4 separate regions of the Mus musculus genome follow, and all the other regions are linked to region 3. The links are chromatin contacts, called in public Hi-C, HiChIP or PLAC-seq and promoter capture Hi-C maps. All regions are on one chromosome and are shown on one strand. Each heading gives the region's core, a stretch centred on a gene start, on an enhancer-like site or on the middle of the called end of the contact. The rest is flanking DNA. Distances are from core to core; before and after follow the strand shown. Region 1 overlaps Abca1 (ATP-binding cassette, sub-family A (ABC1), member 1). Region 2 holds the start of Abca1 (ATP-binding cassette, sub-family A (ABC1), member 1). Region 3 holds the start of Fktn (fukutin). Region 4 has its middle 22 kb from the start of Lexis1.

Region 1 (6,811 bases), core at 1,311-3,810, 650 kb after region 3:
GTGGGGACAGGGAACTTTTAGTGGATGTGAAAACTTAAGGAAGTCATGCTTGTCACTTTAAAATCATCTGGCCCACTCACCAACATGACTCGAAAGTATAGAAGAATTCATTGGGCAGTTTATGATGCTCTTCCTTAAGTATTCAGGTGATGTGGAGAATCCCATCTAGATATTCAAGTGAATACTTTCCTGGAGATAATTTTGGCTTGGTATGAGCGAGGGACAAGTGCCAATGGTCTTGGTGGTGACTGGCTGAGGTTCTTGCGTAGGCCCTGGGGTCCTATTGTTTTTGTCTGTTTTCTGCCCTGATTCTTACCTGTATGATACGTGAGCTTGGTTTCTATGTGATGACAGAGAAAACAGAAAACCGCAGACATCCTTCAGAATCTGACAGGAAGAAATATTTCAGATTACCTGGTGAAGACGTACGTGCAGATCATAGCAAAGAGGTATCGTCCTGTTGAAACCTGGCTTGCTGCAGATGTAGACTTGAGCGGTAGGGAAATGGACAATCATGGCTCTGTGGGAAATTTAGCACTTGATATCAGTTAGACAAGATGATACGGGGGCTTGTGAGCCTTGAAAGTTCAGCTTAGAGAACGAGGCTGCCTGCTTTAGGCTGAAAATAAGTGACAAATGTGGACTCAGATTTGAATTCTGACCCATTAGTCTCATAACATCTTCGCTTATATGAATTTTAATTTTTATTTTACATTTGATGTTAGTGTTGCACTCTTAAGTTCGTGGTGAGGGGTAAGAGAGATGATACGAGCAAAAGCCTGTAGATCCTCTTTCCTGTATGGCTCCATAAACAAGGTCAGGGTAGACACAGTAGCCTTTCTTTCATATGGAGCCTTTAAAGAGACTTGTAAATTCCTGGGACATGGTCATATAGTGACCAATATTTAGTCAGTGTGCAGAGAATATGTTTCCTTTCCATAAGTATGGTCAGGTGTCCGGTCCATAATGTTTGAACTAACTTTAAATGACAAGGATATAATAGAATAAGAATAGGCCATGCATTTCTCAGAGCTGTAATGTTGCCACATGAGAGTCACAATAAACAGCATTTAGTTCAGTAATATCTGGGATGGTAATGCATTTATTTGTGTGTCTGTTTGTTTTAGACAGGGTCTCTGGGTCTGTAAGGCATTTATTTATTTGTCTGTTTACTTAAGACAGGGTCTCACTACATTAGTCCTGGCTGTCCTGGAATTCTCTCTATATAGATTAGGGTGGCCTCAGACTCATAGAGTTTCATCTGCCTCTGCCTCTTGAGTGCAGTGCTGAGCGTAAAGGCATGTACCACCATGCCTGCATGTAAGGTGGGTTTTTACATTGGCTTAATTTACTATGTGATTCTCATTAGAGTAAGGTTTCTAAGACAGCAGACAGGACATGCTGAGAGTGGCCTTCCTTACATGCATGCAACTCTACAGCACTGGTCATAGGCCTAGTTAAAGAAGTGCCCGTTTCTATGCTTTGTCCTCAAGTAAATGATTACTGTTGCCTCGTCACTATGACCTCTGCTTTCTAGATCTGATTTTTGGTTTGTCTTTTCTCTCTGCAGCTTAAAGAATAAGATCTGGGTGAACGAGTTTCGGTAAGTCAGTCCCTTCTCCCCATTCTCCCTGAGTCACGTCAGGTCTCAGGAGAATGATTTAGATGTAGGGCTCTTGAATCAAGACAGAGTTACAGGTTTGGGGACTGTTGCCTTGTGCACACTCTTGGGTGTCACCTCACCTTGAGGGGGACTGGGGTGCTGCAGACCAACACACCAAGGCACGGTTATAGTAGACTCACTGTGGAATTTGTGTAACTCATTCTTCACTCCGGAGGCCCCTGAAATATTTGATACAGTGATTTCCTTGAGGAATTTCAGAAATCACTCATGGGCCTCTTGAGACTTAAGAAAGTAAAATGTCATGAAGGAAAAAAAAACCTATCCTAGCTGTATTTTCCCCCAGACAGATTCCCAAGTGTGCCCAGGGACTCAAGGAAAACCTTTCAGGCCTTTCATATGATGTGAGGTCTTGGTGGAAAGGAAAGACATCAAAAGCATTTGTTTCCACCCTGTTTCCACTGATTTTTCCCTACTGGATTTTGAAGGAGCAGTTGAGAGTAGGGAAGGAAGCATTCTTGAAGTCATGAGTGGCCCATGTGGCTGTTCCAAAGACCTCAAAGGTTTTATTCTCAAATTTCCATTTTCCACCCTGCCTTTTCTCCAGGGGTCAGGTCCCTGGAGCTCTGAGCAGAGCAGTCATAGGCTTACTTAATGCCAGGGAAGATCACCTGTCTGTGATCCCTCCCTGGTTTTCAAGACTGCCCATCTTCCTGTCTTCCCGCCTATAGCATGGGTGCCTATCATTAGCTCTAGGCCTTCCCTACTGGGCAGCAATTTTGAGAATTAAGATAGCTAGATTTCACCAGGGGAGGCAACATGTACCTATCTTAGCCAAACGTTGGTTCTAGTTTGAAAAAGAGGTGGCTCTCCGAGAACCTTGTACACTGTGCTATCTGCTGCCGTGAGTAATGGCTTGGGTATGGCTTTTAATGGCGAGCCTTTCTTTTAGGTATGGCGGGTTTTCCCTGGGTGTCAGTAATTCTCAAGCACTTCCTCCGAGCCATGAAGTTAATGATGCTATCAAGCAAATGAAGAAACTCCTGAAGCTGACCAAGGTACAGCATCCGTCCAGACACGGGTCAGAAAAGTGGGTCTGGGGCCTAAGCCACAGCAGCAGCGGTCGCCATCTTGGTCCGGGACCCGCCGAACTTAGGAAATTAGTCTGAACAGGTGAGAGGGTGCGCCAGAGAACCTGACAGCTTCTGGAACAGGCGGAAGCACAAAGGCGCTGAGGCAGCACCCTGTGTGGGCCGGGGACAGCCGGCCACCTTCCGGACCAGAGGACAGGTGCCCGCCCGGCTGGGGAGGCGACCTAAGCCACAGCAGCAGCGGTCGCCATCTTGGTCCGGGACCCGCCGAACTTAGGAAATTAGTCTGAACAGGTGAGAGGGTGCGCCAGAGAACCTGACAGCTTCTGGAACAGGCGGAAGCACAGAGGCGCTGAGGCAGCACCCTTTGTGGGCCGGGGACAGCCGGCCACCGTCCGGACCGGAGGACAGGTGCCCGCCCGGCTGGGGAGGCGGCCTAAGCCACAGCAGCAGCGGTCGCCATCTTGGTCCGAGACCCGCCGAACTTAGGAAATTAGTCTGAACAGGTGAGAGGGTGCGCCAGAGAACCTGACAGCCTCTGGAACAGGCGGAAGCACAGAGGGGCTGAGGCAGCACCCTGTGTGGGCCGGGGACAGCCGGCCACCTTCCGGACCGGAGGACAGGTGCCCGCCCGGCTGGGGAGGCGACCTAAGCCACAGCAGCAGCGGTCGCCATCTTGGTCCGGGACCCGCCGAACTTAGGAAATTAGTCTGAACAGGTGAGAGGGTGCGCCAGAGAACCTGACAGCTTCTGGAACAGGCGGAAGCACAGAGGCGCTGAGGCAGCACCCTGTGTGGGCCGGGGACAGCCGGCCACCTTCCGGACCAGAGGACAGGTGCCCACCCGGCTGGGGAGGCGGCCTAAGCCACAGCAGCAGCGGTCGCCATCTTGGTCCGGGACCCGCCGAACTTAGGAAATTAGTCTGAACAGGTGAGAGGGTGCGCCAGAGAACCTGACAGCTTCTGGAACAGGCAGAAGCACAGAGGCGCTGAGGCAGCACCCTGTGTGGGCCGGGGACAGCCGACCACCTTCCGGACCAGAGGACAGGTGCCCGCCCGGCTGGGGAGGCGACCTAAGCCACAGCAGCAGCGGTCGCCATCTTGGTCCCGGGACTCCAAGGAACTTAGGAATTTAGTATGCTTAGGTGAGAGTCTGTACCACCTGGGAACTGCCAAAGCAACACAGTGTCTGAGAAAGGTCCTGTTTTGGGCCTTCTTCTTCGGCCAGGAGGAGGTCCAAATACAAGATATCTGCGCACCTTCGCTGTAAGAGAGCTTGCCAACAGAGAGTGCTCTGAGCACTGAAACTCAGAGGAGAGAATCTGTCTCCCAGGTCTGCTGATAGACGGTAACAGAATCACCAGAAGAACAATCTCTAAACAGAGTCAACTATAACTACTAACTCCAGAGATTACCAGATGGCGAAAGGTAAACGGAGGAATCTTACTAACAGGAACCAAGACCACTCACCATCACCAGAACCCAGCACACCCACTTCGCCCAGTCCAGGGAACCCCAACACACCTGAGAACCTAGACCTAGATTTAAAAGCATATCTCATGATGATGGTAGAGGACATCAAGAAGGACTTTAATAAATCACTTAAAGAAATACAGGAGAACACTGCTAAAGAGTTACAAGTCCTTAAAGAAAAACAGGAAAACACAATCAAACAGGTAGAAGTCCTTACAGAAAAAGAGGAAAAAACATACAAACAGGTGATGGAAATGAACAAAACCATACTGGACCTAAAAAGGGAAGTAGACACAATAAAGAAAACTCAAAGCGAGGCAACACTAGAGATAGAAACCCTAGGAAAGAAATCTGGAACCATAGATTTGAGCATCAGCAACAGAATACAAGAGATGGAAGAGAGAATCTCAGGTGCAGAAGATTCCATAGAGAACATCGGCACAACAATCAAAGAAAATGGAAAATGCAAAAAGATCCTAACTCAAAATATCCAGGAAATCCAGGACACAATAAGAAGACCAAACGTACGGATAATAGGAGTGGATGAGAATGAAGATTTTCAACTCAAAGGTCCAGCAAACATCTTCAACAAAATTATTGAAGAAAACTTCCCAAATCTAAAGAATGAGATGCATATGAACATACAAGAAGCCTACAGAACTCCAAATAGACTGGACCAGAAAAGAAATTCCTCCCGACACATAATAATCAGAACATCAAATGCACTAAATAAAGATAGAATACTAAAAGCAGTAAGGGAAAAAGGTCAAGTAACATATAAAGGCAAGCCTATCAGAATTACACCAGATTTTTCACCAGAGACTATGAAAGCCAGAAGAGCCTGGACAGATGTTATACAGACACTAAGAGAACACAAACTGCAGCCCAGGCTACTATACCCAGCCAAACTCTCAATTATCATAGAGGGAGAAACCAAAGTATTCCACGACAAAACCAAATTCACGCATTATCTCTCCACGAATCCAGCCCTTCAAAGGATAATAACAGAAAAAAACCAATACAAGAACGGGAACAACGCCCTAGAAAAAACAAGAAGGTAATCCCTCAACAAACCTAAAAGAAGACAGCCACAAGAACAGAATGCCACCTTTAACAACTAAAATAACAGGAAGCAACAATTACTTTTCCTTAATATCTCTTAACATCAATGGTCTCAACTCGCCAATAAAAAGACATAGACTAACAAACTGGCTACACAAACAAGACCCAACATTTTGCTGCTTACAGGAAACTCATCTCAGAGAAAAAGATAGACACTACCTCAGAATGAAAGGCTGGAAAACAATTTTCCAAGCAAATGGTATGAAGAAACAAGCAGGAGTAGCCATCCTAATATCTGATAAGATTGACTTCCAACCCAAAGTCATCAAAAAAGACAAGGAGGGACACTTCATTCTCATCAAAGGTAAAATCCTCCAAGAGGAACTCTCAATTCTGAATATCTATGCTCCAAATACAAGAGCAGCCACATTCACTAAAGAAACTTTAGTAAAGCTCAAAGCACACATTGCGCCTCACACAATAATAGTGGGAGACTTCAACACACCACTTTCACCAATGGACAGATCATGGAAACAGAAACTAAACAGGGACACACTGAAACTAACAGAAGTGATGAAACAAATGGATCTGACAGATATCTACAGAACATTTTACCCTAAAACAAAAGGATATACCTTCTTCTCAGCACCTCATGGTACCTTCTCCAAAATTGACCACATAATAGGTCACAAATCAGGCCTCAACAGATTCAAAAATATTGAAATTGTCCCATGTATCCTATCAGATCACCATGCACTAAGGCTGATCTTCAATAACAAAATAAATAACAGAAAGCCAACATTCACATGGAAACTGAACAACACTCTTCTCAATGATACCTTGGTCAAGGAAGGAATAAAGAAAGAAATTAAAGACTTTTTAGAGTTTAATGAAAATGAAGCCACAACGTACCCAAACCTTTGGGACACAATGAAAGCATTTCTAAGAGGGAAACTCATAGCTATGAGTGCCTTCAAGAAAAAACGGGAGAGAGCACATACTAGCAGCTTGACAACACATCTAAAAGCTCTAGAAAAAAAGGAAGCAAATTCACCCAAGAGGAGTAGACGGCAGGAAATAATCAAACTCAGGGGTGAAATCAACCAAGTGGAAACAAGAAGAACTATTCAAAGAATTAACCAAACGAGGAGTTGGTTCTTTGAGAAAATCAACAAGATAGATAAACCCTTAGCTAGACTCACTAAAGGGCACAGGGACAAAATCCTAATTAACAAAATCAGAAATGAAAAGGGAGACATAACAACAGATCCTGAAGAAATCCAAAACACCATCAGATCCTTCTACAAAAGGCTATACTCAACAAAACTGGAAAACCTGGACGAAATGGACAAATTTCTGGACAGATACCAGGTACCAAAGTTGAATCAGGATCAAGTTGACCTTCTAAACAGTCCCATATCCCCTAAAGAAATAGAAGCAGTTATTAATAGTCTCCCAGCCAAAAAAAGCCCAGGACCAGACGGGTTTAGTGCAGAGTTCTATCAGACCTTCAAAGAAGATCTAACTCCAGTTCTGCACAAACTTTTTCACAAGATAGAAGTAGA
Region 2 (7,496 bases), core at 952-3,451, 550 kb after region 3:
TACTCAAAGGATGGAGAAATTCCTGCTTTGAAATTTCTTTCTTTCTTAAGTGTGATATCATCTAAGTTCTAACTGTTGAAATCCAGTAGTTGTGTCATGAGGTGCTGTCCTGATGGCAGGTCATGTCACTTGGTGTCAACAGGTGTAACCTGGATGAAGCATTTGGCCTCTGTAGGTGTCGAAGGGTAGAGATTTACAACATGCATACACATACTGCCAACACTGCAGTGTATTTGTGCATTTATTGCAGTGAGAGTTGAATAGGGGCAGATTCCTAACCCTACAGGGCTTCCTAGTTAAACACTGCAAGTTGGATTTCAGGGTCATTGCCTTCATATAGTGAGGATTCCAGGATGCTCTGCCCGGGGCTTCTTTCTTCCCACCCTTTCTTCTTTCTCTGCCTCCTAACTACCTGATTTGGGTAGCACTTACATGTCACCTACGCTCTTTTAGAGAAACCCAAGAAGTTAGCTTTTATTTTTAGGGTAAAAAAGAGAGAGATTTATTTATGTACATGAGTGTTTTACTTATGTGCACATGTGTGCACCACGTACACACCTGGTGCTTATGGAGGCCAGAAGACTGTGTCAGCTCTCCTGTAACTGGAGTTACAGATGGTTGTAAAGCAGCAAGTGGATGCTGGGAACAGAATTTAGTAGGAGTACTCTTGGGAACCAAATTCTTCAAAGTACAAAAAGAATGTGTGTGTGTGTGTGTGTGTGTGTGTGTATTTTAGGTGCTAGGAGATATGGGGGAAATGAGGGAAGCTGCATAAAGACTTAATCTCCTAAAATCATGCAAAGAACGATCCTTTCCCCTTAGGCGTTTTCCTTTGTACACAGATGGTCACACATATTATTTTAAATTCTTTGCCAGTGCTGGACTTTTAAAAGTCTGGCATAGGAAATGGTTTATAGGGTATGGATGTCACTAGAGATTGGCACTGATGTTCAGTCAGTAGGATTCTGGTGTTGGCACTCTTCTTCCGAGGACTTCAAAAGTTCCAACGAAATTCATTTTCAGAAAACTCTGAGGCAGAGAGAACGTTCTCTCTTGAGAGACAGGAAGCAAGGGCCAAGGATGTAGCTCTCAGCTGGCTGAATGCTTGCCTGCTATGCAAGAGGCTGGGTTCCATCTCTCCGCACTGTACAAATGTGGGTGTGGTACTCTGTTCCTGTAATTTTAGGCCTTGGGAGGCAAGAGGATTAGGAATTCAAGGTTATTGAGTTTATGAGCAGACTACATGAGACTCTGTCTCAATTAAAACAAATAAAATAGAGGCAGAAAAACTTTATCTAACTTTGGTCGTTTGACATCATCAAAACCCACTCTTGTGACCACAGCTGCCCCTTGTGGCTTATAGGTACCTATTACTAGTGGAGTGTGTGTGTGTGTGTGTGTGTGTGTGTGTAGAAGGTGCAGACTAGGTCCCTGGAAGGTGTGTGTGTGTGTGTGTGTGTGTGTGTGTGTGTGTGTGTGTGTGTGTAGAAGGTGCAGACTAGGTCCCTGGAAGGTAGAGATCTTCTCTTCAAAATCAATGTAAAGGTTTGAGGCAGACACCAAAATAGGCTGATATTCACTGTCCATTCCACATCCCTTCCCCCAATCTAGGACTTTTAAAGGAAGAAAAGGAAGAGACCGAAAATGGTTGGCATCTGGGGGTGGGGTGGGGTGGGGAGTTTTCCTTCCCAAGTTGGGGGCTGAGCAAACTAACAAAAGGAGAGGGGGGAGAGTGGGAGTAAGGGAGAGCGGGAGGGAGAGAGGAAGAGGGCATACACACACAAACAAAACAAACAAAACTCAAAAAGCAACACCCACAAAACCCCAAACAATTGCAGAAAGAGGAGTTTAGAGAACGAGCTTTTCCCCTTTCCTCCTCTGCCGGGAATGTGGAGTCCCTGGCTCAGCGCAAGTCCGGAGTTTCCCGTTTCCCGAAGGCTAGCAGGTCAGGGCCAGGGCTACAGAAAGCGGGCCCCACAAAGCTCTCACCATGCGCCCCCAGTGCCCGCTGCGGCGGCGCACTGTCGCCGGTTTAAGGGGCGGGCCATGTCTCCACGTGCTTTCTGCTGAGTGACTGAACTACATAAACAGAGGCCGGGAAGGGGGCGGGGGAAAGAGGGAGAGAACAGCGTTTGACCGGTAGTAACCCCGGCGCTCGGCACAGCCGAATCTATAAAAGGAACTAGTCGCGGCAAAAACCAGTAATTCCGAGGGCGAGCGAGCGGGCCGGGACCGGCAGAGCCCACTTCTCTCCGCGGCGCAGCGCAAAGCTGGGCAGGGGGCGCCGCGGGACCCGCGCAACCACAGCCGGCTTGGGGAGCTGCTCTGCTCCCTGTTTCCCCCCACTTTTTTCTTCCCCTTTCTGGAAGGGTTTGTGCAGGGGTAGGGAAAACAGACTCAAACAGCAAAGTGGAAAACAGGTAAGAGGTTCTTCAGTGACTTGGGCATTTTGTTTCGGGGCCAAGGAAGCGTTGGGAAGCTCTCCGTTTTGGGGACACTGGGGGGACTCGAACTCCCATGTACCTTACTTCTGGGGATGCAAATAGTACAGGGGAGGCATAAACAGGGAAAGAATGTTCTGGGACGGGCCCTGTCGACCCTGGGACTCAGAACTGCCGCACTCGGGTCTCCCGGAATCGGAGACCAGCGAGAGCATCTCCGGCGTCGGAGACTCGCCTCTTGGGCGCAGTGTGAGCCAAGGTTCCCGGACGTCCTCGGGGTACAGCCAGTGGGGTAGGGAGAAGGGAATCCTCTACAAAGGGTCTCCTTTTGTCTGGCGCGGGGTAGGCCGTCGCCCACAAGTGTCACATCTGAGTCCTCACTCCATTATTTAACTGGTTTGTGTTGGCCTCTGACTTGGAGGTTCTCTTCCCGGGACTGGGACTGCATGTCCTTGTTTCCAAAGAACTCTAGTAGGAAGTGTCCTAAACGGGGTCTTTTATGTTACTGCTGCTTGAGTTCTCTGGGCTTTGTTCGACTCCGGGGTCCTGCCCACAGGCTTCCTGCGCTCTGGAGGGCTGCAGTCCCTGGCGCAAAGTGGGAGACCACTTTTGTTCCTTCTAAAGACAGAAAACTTAAGAGAGTCTGCAGAAACCCGAAACTGGGGTGCCCAATCCACCCTCATCTTACTGCTTTTTGCTAGTCTTCCCTTGGGGAGACTTCGGGCTGAGCACCGATTGGGAAGCTGGGGCTAGGTTGTGCAGCCGAATGACCGCAAGTAACCCCATCGGGCAGCACAGAACTCGCAGCTCGGGTGCTGGGCCGGGCTCCGCCGCCAGGGGGTGGGGGCTGGGCGGCCTGCGGGTGGCCCCTGGAGACTGGCCCGCAGCGCCTCCTGGCCGGGTAGCCTAGGTATGGCCTGGTGCGGAGTGAGAGTCTCTAGTCCTTTTGCTTCACTGTGAATCTGGTCAAAACTGGTGTTTCCAAACTGGGAGGAAACCCGAGGCCAAGAAAGCCAGTCTATGTTTTCATGTTGTTGTTTTTTTCTTTTTTGTTTTTGTTTTTTGTTTGTTTGTTTGTTTCCTGACTCCCAGACCGTTGCTCAATGAGGTTCTTGGGGATGTTGGCTGATGACAACCTTGTGGATAGGTGCCTGTTTTGGTTTCTGCACTTACCTCTGGAAAAGAGAGAAATACTTATTAAACTGTTTGCTTTTTTTTTTTTTTTTGACTTTGTGTGTTTGTTTGGGAAAACTAAGTGTCACTAGAAATAATTAGTTTGCCCCATTTGCTGCAATGGTATCACCATTCCAAAACAAAACAAGAATTTACTTCGACATCCTTCCAAGGAAGTGGGCAGAATAAATGTACAATAAAGGACAGATAAACAAAAGGAACACTTCTGGCTTAAGATGTAGGCCCCCGGTAGAGTCTACCTTGTACAAGACCTTGGGTTCTAGCACCACCAACCACAGAAGCAAAGCAAAACAAAACAGCACAAACCTTCCTTGAAGAGAATTGGTACACCACTTTCTTTCTGTGGCTCAGCCCTCACCTCCCACAGCACACACCTGACACATGCCTGCAGGCTCGAAAGCACACCCTTACCTCTTAGTCATAATTCGGAACCCTGACCCAAGTATTGATACTCTACAAGACATAAATGCCAATTAAAAAGGAGTTGTTTATCATCACCACTTTTCTTTCAGCCCATTTTTAATATTCTAATGCACACATAAGGACAACGTATTGCTGTTCCCATTGTTGAAAAACACTTCCCCCACATCAAAGGAGGTATAGACAAGCATAGAGAATATTTGAGTGGATAGTATATCAATATATAAATAATAAAGATAAATTACAGTTTCTATTGTAAGCATGTCTTTTCCTCAGCGCTATCACAAGTCATTAAAATAGGGCTTTTTTTTTTTTAAAGAAAGGTGTGATGCACAGAATTGATTATTATCTATGTGGTAACAAGTTGAATCTGAGGGTTGAGGGAAGGAAATTTTCAGCAACATAATGCTCATAGTACCATTTTGGAGCAAAAATTGCTACCATAGAATAAGTCATGGGTCTCCTTGTGAAAGTCACTGGGGTTCTGGAGGGGTCACTGGTGGTGACTTGGGTATTTGTGACGGGTGTCTTCCCGAAGATGAGTATTTTAAATCCAGCCCCCTAAAGTATTTTTTATTAGCACCCAAAGGCAGGCCTGTTGTGGCCCTTGGATGCATCTTGATTTGGAATGTGTGCGTGGTTGATGGGAGACCGTGAATTAGTCTGGAATTGGAAAGGGTGACTGGGGCTGATTGGTTTTCTACCTCTCTTCATGGAAACCCCAATGCAAACACTATTTAAAAAAAAAAAAAGAATGATACTTAGCAACTCAGCTATGTGCTACCTTACCTATGTGGAGAGGAGCTGGGACTTTTAGTATTTTTTTTTCTTTAGGCATCGTTTTTTTCCTCTCATAAATCAGTGTCCTTATGTGGGCTGCATATGTAGTGACTGAAAATAGATCTTTGCTTTTTTAAAAAAAATATACTTTTTAGTTTCTAAGATAGTTAAATGGACACTTCTTTAAACTCTTAAATTAGGGACTTCCTGGATTTTTAGAAAATATATATGTGTATAGCTTTGGCCGTTCTTAAAACATTCAAGTATAAATATATTTTTATATATGGTCTGGATGTTAAATAAATAATGAAATTATAATGTAACTATGGTCAATTATTCTGGCATTAAATTTTAAAAGATTGGTCGTAATACTTGTTGATTTACTTGCATTGGGAGAAGGTCCGCTTTAAAAATATTGGAGACAGCTTTACACACGGAAGAGAAAGCACCTGGAATACCAATTATAGACGTGTTTGTGTCTTAATAGACGCTTACCTGGTGCTGTTCCCGGTGTTACTCAGACGCTGAGTTTATCTTCAAGCCAAACTTGTTTATTGTAACTACAGGTTAAGAAGGCGGGAGGCTATCTGGTCCTTGGCTCTCCATTTTCCAAGAGGCTGATTTGAGATTTGAATTCACTTCCCAAAGTCTCTAACTGTCCAGATTAGGGGAGACAGTGGTACAATTTCAGATGCCGTGAAAGGGAATTTGCCGTGTATTCATTTGCTGTCATTTTTACTGGAAACTTATGATCTGTATCATATTCCCATATTTGCTCTGGGGTAGTCGGTCAAATTCTCTTCTGGAAGAGACCTTGGCTGCAACTCGGTGCAAACAAACAAACAACAACAACAAAACCCAGGCAGTAACATTTGCTCAGTTCTCATTTAAAAACAAAGCCAAAACTTGGTTTTAAATGAGTGTGATCCTCTTGCCTCAGCTAATTAATTGTGAATAGTGTGTGACCTCAGAGTAGTTTGCTACAGATTATGGGGCCAGGTGGCATAAAGTCCGAGTGAACGTCTCAGACATGAAATGGTTTCTGCAGGCAGGTCTTAAGCTACACCATACTCTGTCAAACACGAATGGCCCAAAAGCAGCTTGTCTAGGATTATCGTTGACTGTGGGGAACATCACATTTGTGGGGGTTTTTTTTTTGAAGATTTTTAAAATTTATTATTATATGTAAGTACACTGTAGCTGTCTTCAGACAGCCCAGAAGAGGGAATCAGATTTTATTACAGTTGATTGTGACCTACCATGTAGTTACTGGGATTTGAACTCAGGACCTTTGGAAGAGCAGTCAGTGCTCTTAACCGCTGAGCCATCTCTCCAGCCCATGTTTGTTTTCTAAAACAATGAGACTTTGCAAACTTGAAGACCTGGCAGAAAGAATGTTACCCTCCTCACAAGTCTCCTGCACCCCCAACTCCCTCCCATTCTGCACTTCCATGCAGAATATGATCTGAGCCCCGTGCTCACGTATGTCATGCACTTAGGTTTCAAAAGAGAGGTCTTTGACCCTTGCGCGTAATCTGTCTCTCTAATACGGAAATTGACAAATACCAGTCAGCTAAGGGGCTGGATGCTGCTCGCTTCCTGTGTTTTAAAACTACTCCAACAAATAAGACATTCTCAGCAAAGTGTTAGAGACTGATACGGCCACGGACGTCATTAATGCATCTTGGTGCGTGTTTAAATGATTTAGGCTAGATGACTCAAGTAGACGAATAGTCCTGCTCACCCAGTTCCATTTCCCTTTTTGAGGCAGCTGCAGGGATTTGAGACAATAGTCTGCGATGCCCCATTTAAATATTTTGAGTTGTTCATTAATGTGCTCTTATGGATAAGCGTGAGATAACTCCTTATGTGATTTAGAGGTTCAGACACTTTAAGAAGTACAGAAGCCTCTTCTGTGTTATTTCTGGCTTTCACAGTTTTGGGGTGTGTGCCTTAAAATCTAGAGTGTTTTTGTGTGTCATTTCCAAAAACTTGGGGGCCACGCAGGAGTAAGGAATGGTACCAGTCTAGGTGTCTGTCGACAGGTAAATGGATGATAAAGGAAGCTCTTGTCCTCTCTGAGGAGCTACAAACCTGCTAACTAGGCCAGGCTCTACTCCTGAAGGTCCCACTACCTCCTGATTACAACACCTTTAACACATGGGCCTTGAGAATACATTCAAGATCCCCAGTTCAGCAACATTTCTCTTGCTGCCTCCTCCAGGACGCTTTTCTTTGAAAGTGTTAGGGAAACTCACTCCCCTGGACTCCTGGTAGCACGTTGATACTGATCCCCAGAGTGACTGCTGTTCACCCTTTCCATCCATCCGTGTATGAGGAAGTGGATGAACCGTTTTATATGTTGGGAGTAGGGGCAGTCCTATTGTTTCTTTTGCTGACTGGATTATATTTATTTCTATGGCTTCTGGGTACATTAAGCCCTGGCAGAATTTTTTAAAAAGCCATTATTAAACTTTTAATTATTAGATTTACTTATTTTATGTTGATTCATTTATGCCTTGCATGTATGTCTGTATAACGTGTACCTGCTTGGTCCCTGCAGAGGTCAGAAGAGGACCTTGCATTCTGTGGATTTGGAGTTTATGGATGGTTGTTACCAACTGTGCTGTCACTCCAGCCTCTTTTTGTTTTAAACATCAT
Region 3 (6,475 bases), core at 511-3,010:
CATGCTCAGCTTTTTAAAGTACCTTCTAGAAGAGGGCAGAAGTCGTATCACCATGCCTACAATGGCAAGCACTTTAGTGAGTGAGTTGAGCCAGCTCAAATCAAGTTACTTGATTTACATTTCATGTTATTTTTAACTGAGTGTACTAGCTAATTTTATGTCACCTTATCACATGCTAGAATAATCTGGGAAGAGGGAACCCCAATTGAGAAGATGCCTCCACAAGACTAGACTGTAGGCAAGCCTCCTGTAGAGAATTTTCTTAAGTTGTGATTTGATGTGGGAGGGTCCAGCCCATTATGGGTGGTGTCATTCCTGGGCTGGTGGTCCTGGGTTCTACAAGAAAGCAGGCCAAACAAACCATGAGAGCAGGTAAACAGCATCCCTCCATGGTCACTGCATCAGCTCCTGCTCCAGGTTGCTGCCCTCAGTGCTTTGGATGATAAACTGTAATCTAAAACTTAGCAAACCAAACCCTTTCTTCCCCAGTCACTTTTGGTCATGGTATTTCACCACTGTAGTATTAGCTCTAACTAAGACAGTGAGTAAAGCCTTTCCCTCAAGAGGCAAGTGACTAACTGCTTGGTTGAGAGCATTTACCCAAGGCTGGTCTGTCGATCATTATGCAGCTCTGTTTCCTAGTGCTTTTTTTTTTTTTTGTCTTGGCCTCCAAAGTGCTGGTATTACAGGTGTGTGTTACCATGGTTGGCTCACAGGCTGACTTTTACTTAATGGAAATCTTCAAACTAGAAAGACTGGAATATCATTCTTTATAGCCGAGAAAGCTTGAGACATACAAGAAAGCGGCTTGCCTTGTACTACCTGAGAAATTGGCGATCGTGATGAAATCTGAATTCAGTTCTCTGGACGACTTTTATCTAAAGCTTTTAACTACCCGGCCCCATTTTTATCAAATCTTTCCCGATATTCCCCAACTGATAATGTAAACGGAAGACAGGAACGTTCCTACATGCAGTTATCTCGCATCGCTAACCGCGCCCACCTTATCATTATTATTGTTACTTATTATTATTACCATCGTCATCATACTATTAAGCATAGTGAGCACTCCTTCAAACGAACTAAGAATGACTACTGAGGAGTCTAAGAAGAGAGGAAAGCGACTGGTAAGCCAACCACCACCTCTCTTCGAAGCAGTTGCAGCAGGCTGCTTGCTGTACACAGAACTTGGCTTTGGCGCAGCATCAAAGTCCTTCTCAGGTGGAACCCTCCCTGGGCGGCTGCCCTGCCAACCCCCTTCCTTTCCCTGTAAGTTCATGCCACGGCGTCGGATGCACTCAGAGCAGCAGCAGGCTGCATCAGTTCCTCCCCGGCGGAGCCACCTTGGCATGCATTGGTCCTCACACCTGATCGGTCTCCCCGCATCGTCCGCTCTCGCCAACCAGCTCAAGCGTCACTGTCCCAGCCCGGCCTCTTAAGCGTCTCCATGAACCTCCAAAATCGAACCCTCGCGGGTCAGGACGATCAACGGACAGCATGGGCGTGTGGGAACGATCTGTCGCCGGGACAGCGGGGACGGCGGCAGCAAGCTCGTGCACGGACTGCGGCCGACCTCGGACTCCTCCCCGCCGCCGTAGGGAGGGTACCCCAAAGGTGGACGACCGCTACTCAGGGTATACCAGTAGACCAGCGACAGTGCCTGAAGGAACCCGCCCACGCCCAGGCTCGGCTACCCGGCCCCGGTGCCCTCATCTTACCTAACTCTAGAGCTGCGGCGGAGGCCTCGCTTTACGGCAACTGTCGCAAAGAAGCGGTCAAGCGCGCAGCGGCGTACGCTGGCTGTTGCTTTGTTCTCCGAGCGCTCCTATTAGTGTGGCCTATTTGGCCATCAGAAATCTGCAATCAGCCGTCCCTCCGGCAGTGCCCTGAGGCTGCCTGGAGTTTAGAGAAAAAACAGAACTGTCCCCCGTAGTGTACGGCTCATCAGACAGAGCGCAGAAAGTGCAAACCTAGGGTGGATAACGATTCTTTTTCTCCCTCCCTCCCTCCCTCCCTCCCTCCTCCCCCTTCTCCTCTCTCTACATTCTGCTATTGGGGACAGAATGGGGAAGAGCACTATGTAGTGATGCAAGTACTCATGAAGTTGAGGTGCCTACTTGACATCCAGGTCTAGAAGATGCGATCTTCCAGTTTGGGGCTTGAAAGAAATATAGATGCTTCTGGGCCTGGCACCTAGCATCTTTGCTTTTAGCAGAGCCATTTAAAGAGTTATTGGCAAGGAGCAGATGTGGATTTTGATAGGAATTTTTGAAAATTAAAAAGCACTAAAGAAATTATTGTAATTTTACGTTCTTTCTACGAAAATTACTAACGGCGTATAGAAAAAAATGAAATAATTTACCTACGCACCCCGTTCTATATCATTTAGCTCAGACTGGCCTTAAATTCTACTCAGCCAATATGGTGTTCAACTGATCCTACACATCTTCCACATCTCAAGTGCTGAGATAACAAGTGTGCATCGCCATGCTTGTCTTAAAACAGAATTTTTCAAAAAGTTGTGATGGAATGTGGCTGTATCAAAAATTTCTATTGTCTGACATGCCTACAATTCAAGTATTTGGGGGGCCAAGGCAAGAGGATCTAGAGTGAGCTCTTGTCTTTAAACACATGCAAACGCACATGCACGCACGCACACACACATGCACACATGCACACAATATAATTGATGCCTATTGGAGTACTAAGAGGTGATATTTTAAAAGATATTAGGAATGCTTATTATGCTCAACTATGTCTGGAAATTATAAGGAGGAAAAAAAAAAACTTCCCGGGTTTTAGAAGTGAATAGATTTCAAGTGCATAGTAAATATTATCCTGCATAAACCTTGCAGGAGGCAGAGGACTAGCCAGCTTTCTAGCCAGTTTTCTGATTTGAGCTAAGTTTAAGTTTAGATCTCACTGTTTTCCCTATATAAGCACAGTCATAATGTGCCATCTACATTATCAAGTTTCTGTTTCTATAAAGTGGACTGGGATTTAGAGGAAGGGATTTAGCACCCTTCAAAGAAAATTGACAATCCTTTTGGTTATCCTAGATTTAACTTGTCAGCAATTTTTTTTGAAACTTACTTCTAAATTTTCCTCTACTTGCAAGTAACCTTATTCTTTTTAATATAAACTTACAAAGTAAAAGCCCTGCTTACACCGGAAGTTGGACAATAACCAGGTAAGCACGCTGACATCGATGGTCCTTGTTGATGGGTTGAATGTGAAATGCTCCCCAGACGCTTCTGTTGGAATCCCTTGTCTCCAGGCAGTTTTAGAACCTTGGAGGGGTAGGATTCTGACACCCTGGAGGAAGTGGGCCATTAGAGAGGTCAGACATTAAGGATTACAGCCCAGCTCCCCTTTCAGTATGCTCTCTGCTTCTTGGTCCAGTCCATCCAGATGTGAGTAGACTCAGCCACCTGCCCCTGCTGCCATGTCCCCCCTCCCATGGTAGACTTTAACCTCCCCAACTCTGAGCCAAAGGGAATGCTTATTTCCTTAACTTGCTATCAGATCCCGTCCTGTAACTAGAAAGTAGTACTTCTCAAGCAGGTTTGGAGAGACAATTTGGGAGACTCACTCACCGTAAAAAGTCTTTTAATCTAGTGAACGAAATCTAAAGCTGTTGAGAAAGCTACAAGGAGGAATAAAAAAAGCTTCCAGCAGAAGTAAACATTCACCTTTCAAGAATCATCCAGGTGTGTGTATCTACACATTCTGGCCTGGTAAAGTTTGTGGTATCCTATGGCAAAAGTAGAAGATACCAGCACTAACAAATTTAAGGAACCAAGAGCTTAACCATCAAAATGCCATATTCAGGGACCAGACAAATGGCTCAGCACTGAAGAACACTCAGTATTCTCCCAAAGGAGCCAAGCTCTATTCTGTAACTCCAGTTCCATGGTATCTAATGTCCTCTTCTGGCCTTTGAGGGTGCCCACACTTATGTAACATACACATACACCTAAATAAAATGAATACAGAAGTGTCTTTAATATCCATCCTTAATAGTTTTTTCTGAAGGATCATAAATCCAGATTCAAATAGGGGAGTCTCAAATTCCTCAGACAATGTTGAAAAGTGATGGTGTAAGTACTGTGTGACCTGGAATACATGCATGTAGACTCCCGTTGGCATATCCAAGCTGTAAGTGTTACAGCTCTGAAGGGAATGGCTTCCCCTACAGAAGTGTTCCAGCTCTACTGGGGCTGCAGGAAAAGTTTTCCCCAAGGCAAGTCTAACGGTTCTGCTTTAGCAGGGGGAATTTCCCCAGCAAAAGTGTTAAATAGCTCTACTCCACCCAGAGCCAAGGAATAACACAAAGTCACACTGCACAACAAACCTCACACAAGAGAATTATTAGGAGGGAAAACCCAGCAGGGTGGCTGCTTCCACTTGAGAGAAGCAGGCAGGGTTTATATGGGGTTTCTTGAGGGGCAGGGCAGAGCTTTCCAGGGTGGAGATTTCTAGAGTGAGGATTAGTAAGATTTCAATTCCTGAGCTTGGGGAAGCTCGGGGATTGGTGGGATTCTGTTTCTTGGCCCTTGTCTTGGTCTTGGGGTCAAGTCACAGTGGTTTTTTTTTTTTTTTTCCTTTCATCCTTTTCACTCCATCCATTCTCCACATACTGCCATCCATGGTGTGTGTGTGTGTGTGTCTTTTTTTCTGGTAGATCTTGGAAACATGCCTACACAGGTCCTCAAGGGAAACTTACAGATGACCACCTGGGGTACTGGCCTGAGGAATCCAACCTCTAGTTTCATTTCCTGTTACGGTGATAAAATACTCTGACAGGGCAATGGAAGGCAAGGCTTATTTTTGTCTCACAGTCTCGGATTACGGCATATCATATTAGGAAGTCAAAGCAGCGAAAGCTTAAGGGAGCTGGTTACATCTCATCCCAAAGCAGAAAGGAGCGTAAGAACAAAGAATGCATGCTGGTGTTCAGATAGCTCTCTCCTCTTCAGTGCAGGACCCAGCTGGTGAAATGGGGCTGTCCACACTCAGGATAGATCTCCCTACCCCCACCCATTGATACACCCACAGATGAACCCAAGACAATCCCTCATGGAGACACCTGTTTCATGTGATTCTACATTGGGCCAAGTAGACAATTAGAGCCAGCCATCAGACACCCTTAGGGAATTGTACTAGGTGAAGCTAGGAGCCTGATTTCCATCACGGAGTTTCAGGATGAGTCAATATGGAGTAGAGCTGGGTTAACCAAGCACTGTACCAACAGCTTAATAAAAAACAAGATCCCTACCCTTAAGTTTCCATTTTTATCCTGACTCAGGTCAATAAATATGGAAGAAATATGGAAGACATGATCCTTGGCTTCCTTCCAATTGTGATTTTATGAAGAGCAGTCTAGCGGAGACAAGGCCAGGATCTGTAGCCCAAGAATCTGGTGCATGTACGATCTTGTATCGTACTGTTTATAGTACTGGCTGGCTCTGTTTAGAATACGAATAGCCTTCCCTTAACATATGTTTTATCACTGGATTTGTCAATCTCTCTGGTGCTCACCTTGAGTGAAGTGGGTATAAGCAACTAGTACCGTGCAAAACTGAAACTTCACCATAAAACTTAAAATGGAGAGTAGCTGGGAGGGTGAGGGCTGCTGCACAGCTGAGCTTACCAGTCATGTAACAGAATGGAGTCCCCATGCACCTGGAGAGGATGTGGTGGCATCTTTTGCTGATGTTGGATGGGTAGCCACCGAAGAATTGAAAATGTTTCCCAGACTCCTAATGGACAATGAACTCAAAGAGCCTCCTGGTTCACCTGTTGGCTTGCAGAGCTGAGTTTGGCTAGTAGAAATCACCAGTATTTAGTAAATTCTTGCCTGTAGTGTTCAGTGGTCTCCTTAGCCTAATTAGAGGAGTAAGAAGAAGTGAAAGCACCAGAAGGTGGTTTGGCTCCTGAGATGGTTAGCTCTGGAGCTCTCCTTAACACACATGTACTATGTTCATTCTCTGTTCTTAACACTAAAGTCTGTGCAAAAGGTTTATATGCACACATTTCACCATGAATGGCATCAGAGAGGACACTGTTATCTTCCTCTTCACTGAGAGTTCACTAGTCAGCGATGGATCGGCTGGTATACTGTTATTATAGCACACTATTGGAGCTGGGAACACCTCAGACAGGACTTGAGTATGTTCTCACTTTCTGTTTTCTGGAGCTGATTTTACATAAACAGCAGAAGATGTTTACTGCTGAGTCTCTGTGTTGCTTTCTGTTAGAGGGAAGTGAGGACCAGGAAGGCCATTTGCACCTCATTACCACCCACTACTGGGAAGCAAATGAACTTCTCAAGTAGTAACAAATCAAACCATTGAATTAAATCATTTCTTAAATAAAAGCCAGAATGTATCATCTTTCTCATCAGTTTAATAAGTGGCCCTATAAAGATGATTTGTTGCTAACAATTGTTGCAGTTAAGGTTACCATCACTGTG
Region 4 (7,164 bases), core at 1,777-4,276, 520 kb after region 3:
GAACAAAATAAGCTAAATACAGATCAAAGAGGACTACATGGAAACTCCTTGTGAAATACATGTGTCATCTTCCATAAAGTAGGTTTTATAGATTGACTGCATGTGACACCTTCCATCAATATAGGTTCTACCGATTGACTAAGAAAAGCAAGGCTAAGGGTCTGGGGGAGGGATATGGTGTACGTGCACTACAAATAGTGCAAAGGTGACCAGGCTAGAACATGCACGCCTGCTCCCAGCCTTCTGGGCAGATGACGAGTATTGCATTCCTTGCCTTGAAGGAACAACTCTATGTGCTAACGTTTTGGGCGTATCTGTGAGCACAAGGAGCAATTCTGAATAAGTCCCTCTGGTGTTGGAGCCTCTGCCTTCCCCCTCTGAATAGGCTCGCTTGAGGTCTGGAGATTCCCAGTTCTGATATCAGGATGCTGATGTCTGTGGTCAGGCACGTTAGTCCTAAGTCATTCAAGAGAAGACTGACATTTAAGAGAGTTATTTGAGCAGGCCGAATTAACCGCTTGGACAAGGAATGTTTGGTCTTCAAAATCAAGGGTTTTCTTTTGTTGTTTTTCTTGAGATATCTCTGCTTGGATTTTATGGAATCACAGAGTGTTCCAGATAGCTTTATGTCAGCTCAGCACAAGCTAAAGTCTTCTAAGAGGAGGGAACCTCAATCAGGAAAATGTTTTCATAGCATCAGGCTTCAGGTTAGCCTATAGGGAGGTTTCTTAATTTGTGATAAATGGGGGAGAGCTCAGCCCATGGTGGGTGGGGCCAACTCTGGGCTGGTGGCCCTGGGTTCTATAAGAAAGCAGGCTGAGTAAGGAGCCTCCCTCAATGGCCTCTGCATCAGCTCCTGCCTCCGAGTTCCTCTCCTCTTCGAGTTCCTGTCCTGGCTTCCCTCAGTCATGGACTACAATGCGGAAGTGTAAATCCTTTCTTTCCCTACTTGATTTTTGGTCATGGTGTCTCATCACAGCAATAGAAACCCTAACAAAGACGCAGAGCAACTCAGTACTATAGGTACAACTCAACCCATGTGATGTTTTGGGAGTTCTGGAAACCACTGTGACCACACATTAAATTATAGGTGAAGCTGTAAGCAGCCCTCTGCTCTCCTGACACATGACTTCTCTCCACAACCCACAGAGAAATGACCTTATGATCATTAACTTGTTTGAATCATCGGGATTCGTTGAGAGGCTGTAGTATCAGCTAAAAACATTACCCCTCCTCCCTAGAAAAAAAAGGTATATTCAAATTTTCCATGTTTCAAGGTAAGAAACCCTGCCTTTGGTTCACACCCAAAACCACCTCCCAGATTTCACCGGCAGCAGTTCTGTAGTGCAATAGTTTTCCTTGCCTTCCAAATGTGCAGCCAAATGATTTCTGGCTGTTCCCAAATATCAAATCCCCGAAGGAACAAGACGTTCCAGTGCAGAAGAGGTCCAAAGGAATGTGCAGTGCACTCAAAAGGCATTTTTACAGAGAGTGGTCCACAGACATTTCAGGAGAGCCAGGGACTCTGTACAGTCTGCTTTCACCAGGTGAGCGCCAGGGAGACAGGAGCATTTTGTGCCCATACCTGCAGATCAAATAACCAGCCCCCTTTCCTCTCAGACAGAACTCATGTGGGAGCTCTGGGGTGACAACTTCTTATTAGTTGATTAAAAGCTCAACAGAGATCCCCTCATAACAAATACTGCTTTTCTGCACACCCTCTTCTACGCAGCTCTGTATGCCTTGCCCCTCGATTTTGTATGATCTACACCTCTGTTTTCATCTCTCCTTCTCCTGACCCACACTGGTGCAACCTGAAGAGCAGATAGAGGATTCCTGCACTTTGTTTTTTGTTGTTGTTTGAGACGGATTCTCACTAGGAGGCCCTGGCTGGCCTGGAACTCATGATAATAGAGCAGGCTAACTTAGAACTCATAGAGATCTATTATTTGCCTGCCTTCCCAGTGCTGAGGTTAGAGACATGGGCAACAAGGCCAGGGGATTTCATCACTTATATGCCTATTTGACATTTGTGTTAGCATTGCTGATGCAAGGAATAACAGCACTACATTTGCAGAATGGGAGATTGCAAATACACAGACAGTGTGGCTCACTCTTCTCTCTGAGAAATGAAGGGCACTTTAGAGCATAACCTGGTCACTCCCTTAGCTAAAATCTAATGCTTCTCTTTCCAGAGTCCAGCACAACGTGTTTGCTCAGTCTTAAGCATGTCTCCAAGCAACATCCTCTGTATTTGCTGGAAGGAGATTCACTCACTGAAAGGCAATTGCTCACTACTTTAAGAGCGGCTGTGGTCTGGACTGGCTATTCAGAAAGGCAGTCAACATCAGGTGCAGCCTTGGTCCCCTTTAGCTCTGTCTACTTTGATATGATGGAAAAGCAGATTTGTAACTCCTACAACTTTCAGTTTGGCGGTTCTGCCACTGACTACAGTCATAGATTCTCACCCGCTCTTTTGCATAACAATTGCCACCTCAAAGAACACAGGAAAGCTATGAGAGGCCCTTTAAGAATTAAAGACATCTAATCTATGCATTTACTTATCTATCATGTATGCGCATCGCTTGCGTTCCTTCCAAACACTTTCTAAGCTTCAGGTATCCAAGCTTCTATCTGGCTGGCTCCAGCTTTGCAAGACGAGGAAGAGCAGCAGTAGCAACGCCTGTACAGCCCGTGCCTTTTGCTGCCTGGAATGACCTGAAGCTGGCAAGGAGAGACAGTTTGAATTCCAGGCAGGCTAAAAGGCCTTGGCTGAAGAGCTGAGGATTTCACAACGCCGCAGGGAAAGCCTTTCCATAAAGAGATGAAGGGATATGGAAAAAACTGCAATTCTGCAAATTGGGAACAACTAGAAGGTGGAAGTGTCCTAGAAGTCCAGATGGGGTCCTAACGTGACCGTCTGCCTTCCTCGGTTTCCGTCACAACCTGCAAACCACACTATCACAAACTGTTACTATATACAGGGCCTAAGTCCCCTTCATCCCAGCTCTAGGGGAGTCAGAGGCTGTGTTGTCTACCTTCACGCGCATGCGCGCCTTCCAGATACTTTCTAAGCAGCAGCAGCAGCAGCGCCCAGATCCGGTGATTAAAGAAAATTCCTCTCATCTTATACCTTGAAATGATCAATGCGTAATCTGAAGCGGTCTCAGAGTCTGTGGTCTGTTAAGAGTCAATGAAATGGAAGGAGAGGACGAGTCAAGACTTGCTAGGGTCTGGAACTACAACTTCCAGCAGACACCGCGCTTTGTGTTTGGCTTTCTGGTGGGCGTGTCCAAGGCCTAGGACGCTTAAAGCGGCGAGACCTCTTGGGGCCAGATCTCTGCAGAGCTAGCCAGCTGGAGTGTTCCAGCCACAGGAGGCCTGCGAGCAGAATCCTTTTAGATCTGCTGTTGTCAATGAACTAGCAGTCAGTTCATTAGAAAGGACACCGGTTAAGCATTCCAAGCCTGTTTTGAAGTTCATCAGCTCTTTCTCTAGCTCTAGCTCCACAAATCCTAAGTTGTCCATTCAACAAATAAAAAACTTAGAAAATACCATCTGTAAAACCTGTTGTGTCAACACAATTGTTTTTCTGTTACTGGTATCCATAGGCAGTACTTAGTGTCCCACTTATTAAGACTCAGCGTGACCCACAAGGAATTCTTTAAAGAGAACCAGTGGATAAAGTAAAAACTTGATTTAAAATTTTGCTTTCGTTTTCTACTTCTTCTAATGGAGTGTCTTTAAAACATAGCATGCCTTCAAAGTGCATATTTTTAAAAAATGATTTACATTGTGACATACTCTTCAAATAGAACGCTTTCAAATACTGCTTTGCTTTTTCTTACAGGAAGACAACAACAAAAATGTTCTCTGGTAGCATAGTCTAGAACATCGGTTCTCAACCTGGGGGTCACAACCCTGCCCCCACACCTACCCCCACCCACACCCCAGACCTTTTCATAGAGGTCTCATATCAGGTATCCTGCATATTTACAATACTATGCATAGCACCAGCAACATTACAGTTATGAAGTAGTAACGAAATAATTTTATGATTGAGGGTCACCACTACATGAACAACTAGATTAAAGGGTCACAACATCAGGAAGGTTGGAAACCACTGTTCTAGAAGGTGCCATTGGTTCTAACAAAGCAATGACAGTGGTTTCCTTGAGCTGGGTAGTTACTCTGATCAGATTCTTCTTGGCATCTTATTGGTTCAAGGCACTGAAAGTGAAGACGTCCCCAACTCTCTTCCCACCCCAGCTCCTAACTAACCCTGAGTTCTTATTGGCACTAATAAACAACCTCTCCCTGCTGCCAACTCTCCCTTTTTTAAATTTTGCAAACAAATAGAATGTAAGGACCTCTAAGGGAACCAATTTCGGACCTGAATGCAAAATAGTTTTAGAATTAGGTTTTCCCCTTTGCTTCTGGATTTGTCTGCTTGATGCCTCTGTGTGCATTTGTTCTGTTCAGTGTGACCTTTGTGAATAATATGAAATTGGCCAACTGTGCCCAAAATTAATACGATGTATAATTTATTATTTATTCCTTTTGTGCAGTAGCCCAGCAATAGGCACTCTGAAAAATGGAAATAACAGTTGATGTATAGTGATTTTGGAGATGACTGGAATGGCCGTTGTGCCCAGAACAAACCCTCCATACATTCTGAATCAGGAGACAGCAAGACTCATGATATTTGGAAACACTTAGACTCTCACAAAATTCTTATTTATTCTCCTTATAGTCACAGACAGAGCCAGTTTTCTGGCCATCAACATTTCTATTAAATATTCATTTTTATCCAATCCCAACCACCACAGCAAAATAAGAATGTAAGATGAAAGAGAATGTTGGTGTGGATGGGAAAGCTGCAAAGAAACTCACACCAGGTACACTCTGAGAAGAAACTCACACCAGGTGCACTCTGAGAAAAAGGCAGCTGGTGAGGGGATGGAAGCGCAACTCTTCATTTTTCCTTTATCACCAACAGTCAAAGACATACATTAACTGGCCAAGAGGCACAACTTATAGTAGAGCAAAAAATCATTAGGAATGCAGAATAAATCTTTTAAAACAACCTTTATAGAAGGTGCCATAAAGCTTTACTGAAAATCATTAAGAAAGCATTTAAACCAATTGAAGAATACATTGTTTCTGAATGAAGGGGCTACATTTTACATGGCTTTATAATTTGACATCTGCCCATGCCCTGCAACCTGTCTTAAATGGTAACAGTGGCACCTGTGTGTGTCCACATCAGGCCTATCTTGCAACACATAGATCTATGTCTTCAGATGCACATTTTTAAGTGAGTGAGCTAGGAGTCCTCTGAGATAGCTTGTAGTCAGACAATATGGTATTGTTCCTAGTGGGTAGGGGGAGGACAGAGCTGGGATGTGTGCTGTGGGAACTTACATGGGGGTAGATCCTCTGGAAGAGGTAAACTGCTTAGTCAAGGGTGTTAAACACTTGAAAACGTCCCTTTCCCTGTTCCTGCTCTTTCTTTTTTCCTTTTGAACACGGTCTTTCTTTATAGTCCAGGCACTCTTTGAATTTGCTGAGTTCAGGCTGTCCTGGAACTCACGATCATCTAGCTTCAGCCTCAGGAATCCTGGGATTGCAGGTGTGTACCATGCCTGGCCAGTGGGGTTCGTTTTGTTTTGACCACCAAACAATACCCCTAGCCTTGAAGGCATTTGTGAAAAAAGCCATATAAGGTTCATATTATGAAGGAAAAGAGAAGTGGACCCGACCACCCGGATAAAGAGCAAGTATTTAAACAAATAACATAGGATACACAAAACAGGAGTCAAATTCAAGGCCCAGGATGGGAAGGCATGTACGACACAAGAGGGACTTAAGTTACTAGCCAGTAAAATAATAATAAATGATGCAATGTAATACCGCAGTTTAAAATACCAGATATGACATGGTAATTCCCAGAAGATGAAAACTGAAGGTTAATAAGAAAAATCTCAGTCTCATGAATAATCAAGGAAGTGCCACTCAAAACAACAATGAGACACTGTTTCTTACTTACCTGATTTTGGAACATTTTAGGAGGCCCATAGTAGTCAGTGGTGCTGAGCAGCAGAGATTCTCACATACTGCTAATGCCAGTGAAAAGTCAGCTGGGCAGACCATGATGAAAGCACAGACTATGGAGCAAGTCCACCCTGGACACTCAATCCGGGAGTCTCTCATATGTATGCATACAGGGTCATGTCAAAGCCCACGTGACAGCAACGATACTAGCCTAAAACGGAAAAGAACGACAAGGTCCCTCAAAAGTGTGGATAACTGATTGACCCAGTCAGCGGAACACTACAAAATAGTAACAACCAACAAGGCTGTCACTTGTATACATCTCAAAAGCAGTCTCTGCAACAAGTTCAAGGTACAAATTGACATGCCAATGACAGTGCAGTTCTGCTTAAAGTTTGAAGTCTATAAACCCACAGCTACTGACTTTCCTATGTAGAGGAAGCATTCAAAACACACATGGCTCCAATAAACACCAAACCCAGAGAGAATAAAGGGGAAGATTGAGAGATCTCCGAGTGTGCCTGTAAGGTTTAGTTTATTTTTTTTGCGAGTGCCCATTGTGGTGAGAGTGCTGGTGCTGCTTTGTCTACACATCACTCAGGCCGTGAGGGGGGAAGGTGAGTGTGTGGAGCCATCCTGAGCCGGATGGCAGCTTCCAGGCCAGCGGTAGCTACAAAGTGAGGACCAGTCTCAGAGAATGGGGACAAGGAGATGGGAGATGGGAGAGAGGACAGAGGAGAAGAGAACGGAAGGGCAGGGCAGGGGAAGGGAAAGAGAGGAAAAAGAAGAAGGGGAAGGAAGGAAAAAGTAGGGGAGAGAAGGTGGAATAGGGAGTGGGGAGAGTATGAACTGTGGAACTGAAGATAGACTTACATGCTTCAATACCTTTCCTTATGATTTAGTTATCCGATCAGTGTTCCATGTACCGGTGAGTTGGCCGTTGCTACAAATTCTTGAATATGGGTCTTCTGTTGCTTGTGCAGTCAGATTCGTGTTAGAAAATACATTTTGTTTAAGGATCGCACAGTAAGAAGTTCACCTGCAGGAGACACATTTTGCTTTATTAATGATACTTAACTGAAGCCCGGCATGATGGTACAAGCTTATCAT

The links. Promoter capture Hi-C pulls out the DNA fragments that hold promoters and counts their contacts. A called contact is a pair of places that touch in the nucleus more often than the background predicts. HiChIP or PLAC-seq counts read pairs in DNA pulled down with a chosen protein or histone mark.
Region 1: an H3K27ac HiChIP or PLAC-seq map of embryonic stem cells shows a contact between it and region 3, with 5 times the contacts expected there. The contact joins the enhancer-like site here to the promoter of Fktn in region 3. A contact is called at or near these places in 5 of 39 promoter capture datasets (the 3T3-L1 cell line, embryonic stem cells, hippocampal neurons and 1 more), 5 of 115 datasets of contacts at active chromatin or transcription factors (the NIH/3T3 cell line, bone marrow-derived macrophages and embryonic stem cells) and 2 of 9 other capture datasets (adipose tissue and liver).
Region 2: a Hi-C map of regulatory T cells shows a contact between it and region 3, with 6 times the contacts expected there. The contact joins the promoter of Abca1 here to the promoter of Fktn in region 3. A contact is called at or near these places in 9 of 39 promoter capture datasets (the C10 cell line, cranial neural crest, embryonic stem cells and 5 more), 2 of 484 Hi-C or Micro-C datasets (LSK cells and regulatory T cells), 5 of 115 datasets of contacts at active chromatin or transcription factors (astrocytes, bone marrow-derived macrophages, embryonic stem cells and 1 more) and 2 of 9 other capture datasets (embryonic stem cells and macrophages).
Region 4: a contact with region 3 is called in a promoter capture Hi-C map of liver, with 2.4 times the contacts expected there. The contact joins the enhancer-like site here to the promoter of Fktn in region 3. A contact is called at or near these places in 9 of 39 promoter capture datasets (the 3T3-L1 cell line, the C10 cell line, cranial neural crest and 5 more) and 2 of 484 Hi-C or Micro-C datasets (CD4 T cells and rod photoreceptor).

What each region holds. Positions count from the first base shown.
Region 1 is chr4:53,055,125-53,061,935 of GRCm38.p6, reverse strand. Abca1 (ATP-binding cassette, sub-family A (ABC1), member 1) reads left to right here. Exons shown (of 50, transcript NM_013454.3): 32 at 355-449; 33 at 1,571-1,603; 34 at 2,574-2,679. Among named protein-coding and RNA genes, the nearest start is that of Nipsnap3b, 47 kb to the right of the region's middle. Within about 2 kb of position 2,560, at least 3 of the 459 cell types and tissues checked have an H3K27ac peak or open chromatin away from gene starts, as enhancers often do. A contact at or near this core is called in embryonic stem cells, where this site is marked.
Region 2 is chr4:53,154,600-53,162,095 of GRCm38.p6, reverse strand. It overlaps Abca1 (ATP-binding cassette, sub-family A (ABC1), member 1), which reads left to right and starts at 2,201. Exons shown (of 50, transcript NM_013454.3): 1 at 2,201-2,420.
Region 3 is chr4:53,709,439-53,715,913 of GRCm38.p6, reverse strand. It overlaps Fktn (fukutin), which reads right to left and starts at 1,760. Exons shown (of 10, transcript NM_139309.5): 1 at 1,719-1,760.
Region 4 is chr4:53,192,288-53,199,451 of GRCm38.p6, reverse strand. No RefSeq gene overlaps it. Among named protein-coding and RNA genes, the nearest start is that of Lexis1, 22 kb to the left of the region's middle. Within about 2 kb of position 3,026, at least 288 of the 459 cell types and tissues checked have an H3K27ac peak or open chromatin away from gene starts, as enhancers often do. A contact at or near this core is called in hippocampal neurons, liver and rod photoreceptor, where this site is marked.